Regions from separate parts of the Mus musculus genome. Here region 2 is linked to region 1. The links are chromatin contacts, called in public Hi-C maps. All regions are on one chromosome and are shown on one strand. Each heading gives the region's core, a stretch centred on a gene start, on an enhancer-like site or on the middle of the called end of the contact. The rest is flanking DNA. Distances are from core to core; before and after follow the strand shown. Region 1 overlaps Frmd4a (FERM domain containing 4A). Region 2 overlaps Frmd4a (FERM domain containing 4A).

Region 1 (3,134 bases), core at 117-2,616:
AGACAAGATGGGGAAAGTTGGCATGTCTGTGGTACAGATACAACCATTGTAGACCAACTAGCTTCTTGGTCTCTGACTGGGTAAATTCAAGAATGTATAATTGGCAGATATAGAGGCCAGCTATACAGAGATTTCACTATGAGATTTTAGGGACTGACTTCTTCATTAAACAAGAGATCATTCTGGGTTTTGTGTGGTTTTCAAACAAATTCATTATTATAACATAAAATTTGCATTTTGGAAAGAGCACAAAACCCACACGAAAAAAAAAAATCTCTACCAAGTGAACAATGAAAGTGGCTGCCAATGCCAAAATAATTCAGGACACCCACACAGCATCCCCTGACCCTCTGTCCCTCCCACTGTAAACATAGGTCTATTCTTGTTTCTGATTGAGTAGTGCTTGCTGGTCTTGAACTTCACATAAGCATGATCATATATCACACGCCCTTTTTGTCTGGTCTCTGTTATTCAAAAGTACATTTCTAAGATGGCCTGATTCTGCGCTCCACAGAGACTCACTCACTTCCCTTGCTGGAGTTCATCCCTCAGATGATCCTCTAGTAAAATATATACACATAGCTATCTACTCTCTGATGAATGTTTGCACGGTTCGTGGAAAATATTGCTGTGAGATACCTGTTTGCTACCCACATGGACTTGTTTTGTTTGGATGTGAGCTCAAAATAAAATCTCTCTCTCTCTCTCTCTCTTTCTCTCTCCCTCTCTCTCTCTCTCTCCCTCCCTCCCTGTCTCTGTCTCTCTTTCAAGCTCTGCATGTGTATGTGTGTGGCATGCATGAATGTGTCTATGTGTATTTCATGTGCAGAGTCACTTGTGTATACGAACGAATCTTTGTGTTAGCAAATACATGTGAAGGCCTGGCATTGGCTTCAGGCATCTCCATCCATCACTTCCACTTTTTAAAGCAGAGTCTTTGGATGAATCCAGACCTAGCCAATGCTGGCTAGTCTAGCTAGTCAGCTTACCTCTGCCTCCTGCTTGCTGGGGTTACAGGTAGCAACTATGCCTGCCTGGCTTTTCACACGGGCTCCTGGGATCCAAACTGATCAGAATGCTTGCACAGCGAATCCACTTTATTCACTGAGCTGTCCATCCCCATCTCCAGACCAAGTTAACTCTTGTTTAACAGTGCAGCTCAGGTAGAAAGAGTGGACTGGGTTTCCATTTTGCTGCAAATACACAAGTTTATTTATAACAGAAGAAAGACAGTCAACCGAGATTTTCAAGGCGGAAAGCTGATGTGTAAAATGAAACTGGGAAATATCGGAGTGGGCACAGAAGCCAGGATTTTGGAGAATGTCCTGAAAAAGGTTTTGTGAAAGAAGTGAGAAGGAAGCTGACTGAGCGGCCTCGAAAGCAGCTGGGAGAAGAGTGAAGGACAGATGGAGCTCTGTTCTATTGGAGAAAGCAGAACTGCTCTGATTGCCCGGTTTCAGCACACACACACACACACACAAACACACACACACACACACACACACACACACACACACACGCATGCACATAAAACTGAAAAGCCAAAACAAAGCAGAAGAAAAGCCCATGTGACTCCTCCACTCTGGGACGTTTTCACTGTGCACCATGTCACCTTTCCAGAGCTTCTACATGACAGGGCCAGCCATCCGGCCTTCCCGAGAGGGACCCAGACAGGACCAGTCATCTTACCTTCCCGAGAAGGACCCACAGAGTTCTTTTTATTAAGAAGTGGAACCTTCTCCAGCTACAAAGGCTGCCCCTGCTACTATACAGGCCAAAGAAATGTCTTCTGTCTGCTGGCGGGTAATAGACACCTTCCTTCTCTTGTGTGCTGTATATTTCTCTGTCACCTACTTTCCCAGCAACACCTCATTAGTAGGAACACCTGATCACTAAAGGCAGAAAGCCCCACACCCCACTGTGGGGTGAGTTCAGGCTCTGTATGACCTGACTGACTGGGGAGAATACATTTGCAGCGTGGGGAAGAGCTACCTGAGCTAGTCTGGGTGTCTGCGGAGTGCCATTGAATTACCAAGGAGTGACTATGAGTGAACATGCCCACCTGGGCATCCCAGCCTTTATTCTGGTCACCAGCTTCACGTGTGGTCATTTGCCAACCAACCAAATGAGACCAAATGTCCCCCAGGGCCTGTTCCCTGTCTCTCAGGCCTGTTGACCCTCCCGGCTTTAAGCATGGCATCACTCTGTGTTCCCCCACAGTCACTTGAGCTAAGTCCCTTTTGTCCGGTCCTCCGAAGCTCTTCGTTGCACAATGGGCATGCTATTAAGATCATCGAGGACATGAATACTGAACATTTTCTAGCGCTCCTCCCCCATGGCCCTGCCACACACTCTTCCCAAGCAGCTCCGCCACTCCACAAGGACACTCTGTTTCGTTCCATGGAAGAATGGTCTTCCTTGGTGGCAGGGAGCAAGTGATGGCTCACAAAACTACTGTTGTATCACGTGATCCCAGTGTAATGGATGAATCACAGATTTCAAAACTTCTTCTCAAATTCCTTAGATTTGACGGAGTGAGCAAGTATAAGAAAGTTCTGGACCTGAGCAGGTGCCAGGCCTTTGTAGCTAGAGAAGTCTCTACTTCTTAATTCACAGAGCTGTCCATACCTGAGCTCATCCCTCTGGGGTCAAAATGAAATGGTGACTACCATAGAGGGCTATGGTGAGAGTTAACTAAATTCATATTTGGGGGCTGGGCAGGTGACTAAGTCTCTAAAGTATTTACCTTGCAAGTATGAACATCTGAAGTCAACCTCCCCCCCACCCCCCTAGAACTCACATAAGAAAAGTCAGGCATGAGCTGGGGCTGTGGTTCAGTGGTTAGAACACTTACCTCTCATGCGTGAAGTCCTAGGTTCAATTCCCAGTATCACCAGGAAAAAAAAAATCCAGGTGTGATACTTGGAATAGTTCTGGAAAGATGGAGACAGGGGGGAGAGCCAGCCTAACCTGTTTGGCAGGCTCAGGACAGTGAAAGACTGTCTCAAAAAAGGGTGTCTGTGAACTGACAACTAACCTTGTTCTCTAGGTCTTTGTACATGTTAGATAAGTGCTCTACCAACTGCTCCCATATTCCAGTGCACATATATGTATGTGCACACACATATACACAT
Region 2 (2,749 bases), core at 232-2,731, 210 kb after region 1:
AAGCAGAGAGCACTGGATGCAGTTGGTGTGTCAAGGTGGGGTTTTGTGGGGAGCCGCCCTCACATTCGCCGTTGCAAGATGGCGCTGACATCCTGTGTTCTAAGTGGTAAACAAATAATCTGCGCATGTGCCAAGGGTAGTTCTCCACCCCATGTGCTCTGCCTTCCCTGTGATGACAACTCGGCCGATGGGCTGCAGCCAATCAGGGAGTGACACGTCCTAGGCGGAGGATAATTCTCCTTAAAAGGGACGGGGTTTCGCCATTCTTGCTCTTGCTCTTGCTCTTGCTCTATTGCGCTCTGGCTCCTAAAGATGTAAGCAATAGAGCTCTTGCTCTTGCTCTCTTGCTCTCTGGCTCCTGAAGATGTAAGCAATAAAGCTTTGCCGCAGAAGATTCCGGTTTGTTGCGTCTTTCCTGGCCGGTCCCGAACGTGTGTAAGAGGGTTTCCCATTGGTCTCTCATTTCCAGGGAAGGAAGTGTTACTGTCACTTCAACCCCATGGGGTTCTAAGTGGTTTTCACTTCTGAGCTGCTGCTCACTGATAGAAGAGGAGGCAGAAACAACTGCCTGATCCCTGGGCCTGTGTCTGCCCTGCACAATGGACAATCTCACAGGATTATGAGGTTAAACAATGTGTAAAAAGTGCTTAGCACAGTGCCTACCACACAGCGAGGACAGCTCCTGACCCATCAGGCAGGTCAGTGTAGGGATGTTAGACTTGACAATAGTACAAATGCAGTCTTTGTTCAGTAAAAATCGTGCTTTGAATTTTGTATCTGGATGGTTTCTCTGGGTCAGGCTGTGTGCTACAATCTCTAAGGATGCCAAGAGCCAGAGCCCAATGTGATCACCAGGCAGAAGCAGCCACACTGGGGAGGGTGTGTTTAACCTTTCAATGTAGCTCATGATCTTAAGTAAGTTTGCCATTTTGTCATGGGCTGCATTCAGGGTACCCTTGAGCTCATACCTGTAGCCATGTGTTGCTAAACTCTGGTATTCATATTCAATAAATTTGGGCTTAACATTTTCCAATTACACTGGGTAGATCAGAAAGTAACCTTATTCCAAGAATAGGAAGGGGTCTGCCTGTGTTTGCTAAATAGACCAAGAACTCTTCCTGTCAGAGCAGTATAAGGTAGGGAAGGAAAGACACCAGGCTGGACAGACCCACTAAAGAGCAAAAATGTCATTTGTTGACAGAACCAATCTTACTGAGCCTCCAGTTGCTGCCAAGACTTCCCACTTGGCTGTTTTATACAGCAGCATCCTAATGGTCTGTTTCTTTTGGTCTTTCTCCTTCTCTATTCTCTCTCTTCCTCCCTCACTCTTGGCTTCATCTCTCTGTGTACCTCATGTAGCCCAGGATAGCCTCAAACTTGCTATGCAGCAGAAGATAATCATGAACTCCTGCTCCTCCTGCCTCTATTTCTCGTGGAACCCCATGAAGTACTCATGCACCATGACAACCAGTTTTATGCTGCTTGGATGATTAAACACAGGGCTTTGTGCGTGCCAGGCAAGAACCTTCCTTCCAACTGAACCACATCCAAGCCTCTCTTTGGATTTTACAAAAGTCATTTGTGTTTCTGCAGTGTGCCTGAGTTCTCAGGCATTTCACTGAGAACATGCTAGAGACCCAAGATGATGACGTGACTTAGCAAAAGTCTCTCGTGAGTTAATCTTCCCTTCTGTGTTCTTCTTCCAGCCCAAGCTTTTGGCCAAGGAGCTTCTTGACCTCGTGGCCTCTCATTTCAACCTGAAGGAGAAGGAGTACTTTGGAATAGCATTCACAGATGAGACGTAAGTGCTGTCCAGAGCCCACAGACCCCAAACAAAAGAGCAGGATGTCAAATTACCCTCTCTCTGCTGTGCACAGCAAAATCAGGCTGCAGGCCACTTGGGTCCCATGGGGGCTACAGGGTCAGTCCAAGTTCACCATCTGAATTTCAAAAGCCGGTGATCATGCCTGGAGTGGCCAAAGGATATAATTAGATAGATGCTAATATTATGAAATTATTAGGTAATGTTCTTTAACCAAGCAGATTTGTGTTCAGATGAATGTCTAAAATGTTTATTTTTTTTAAAGAGTAGATCTGTGTGGGTTTAGTCTTTATTAAGGTTAAATGAAAACTTCTGGAAAGTAAATGTTGCTCTCCAGTGTTGAAGTAACAATAACAGGAAGTGGACTTGATGATAAATTCAGAGTGAGAGATGATCTGGGCGAGTTCACACTCTAAGCTGAAATAGAAGACAGCATCAGAGTTCCTATCGCCCATCTGAGGTGAAATGTTTGTTTTCAGCAACCTTCCAGTTTGCTGGGTACCATCATGTTATATAATAAAGGAAGGCATAGGCTCCATGGATGATGTTTCAATCTCTTACTATACTGTTACCAAAGAGTTCAGTGAAGATTGGCCCAAATTCTTAGATAAGGATATCTAAGCTAAGGACTGGGGGTGCAGTGAGGGGTGAAGCACTTCCCTAGGCATGTGTGGTCCTTGGTTCCACTGTAACTGGATGACAAATGTCTAAGAGATGTCAGTAGTTCCTCCACACAAAGAACTAAAATGAGTGGGGCCAGGCTGGAAGTCTATTAACCAGATGCCAGCTTGGGTCTTTACAGGACTCCTGCATCTTCGCCTTTCCCCTACTGGATATGCCTAGACACCTGCCCCCACAGCTTCCCACAGTTCCTCCTCTCAGTGTTTTCTGGGAACAAGAACTAACCATCTCTGAGAGCCTGCTCGT

What was found. A called contact is a pair of places that touch in the nucleus more often than the background predicts.
Region 2: a Hi-C map of cortical neurons shows a contact between it and region 1, with 2.1 times the contacts expected there. The contact joins two enhancer-like sites. A contact is called at or near these places in 3 of 484 Hi-C or Micro-C datasets (bone marrow-derived macrophages, cortical neurons and nephron progenitors), 3 of 115 datasets of contacts at active chromatin or transcription factors (cardiomyocytes, heart atrium and pancreatic cancer cells) and 2 of 9 other capture datasets (adipose tissue and pancreatic islet).

The regions. Positions count from the first base shown.
Region 1 is chr2:4,266,190-4,269,323 of GRCm38.p6, forward strand. All of the region lies in intron 1 of Frmd4a (FERM domain containing 4A), which reads left to right. Gm39752 (a long non-coding RNA gene) reads left to right here. Exons shown (of 2, transcript XR_865942.2): 2 at 1-3,134. Among named protein-coding and RNA genes, the nearest start is that of Gm39752, 20 kb to the left of the region's middle. Within about 2 kb of position 1,367, at least 6 of the 459 cell types and tissues checked have an H3K27ac peak or open chromatin away from gene starts, as enhancers often do. A contact at or near this core is called in cortical neurons, where this site is marked.
Region 2 is chr2:4,471,415-4,474,163 of GRCm38.p6, forward strand. It overlaps Frmd4a (FERM domain containing 4A), which reads left to right. Exons shown (of 23, transcript NM_172475.3): 3 at 1,707-1,801. It overlaps Gm39751 (a long non-coding RNA gene), which reads right to left. Exons shown (of 5, transcript XR_865941.3): 5 at 1-1,967. Among named protein-coding and RNA genes, the nearest start is that of Gm39751, 41 kb to the right of the region's middle. Within about 2 kb of position 1,482, at least 21 of the 459 cell types and tissues checked have an H3K27ac peak or open chromatin away from gene starts, as enhancers often do. A contact at or near this core is called in cortical neurons, where this site is marked.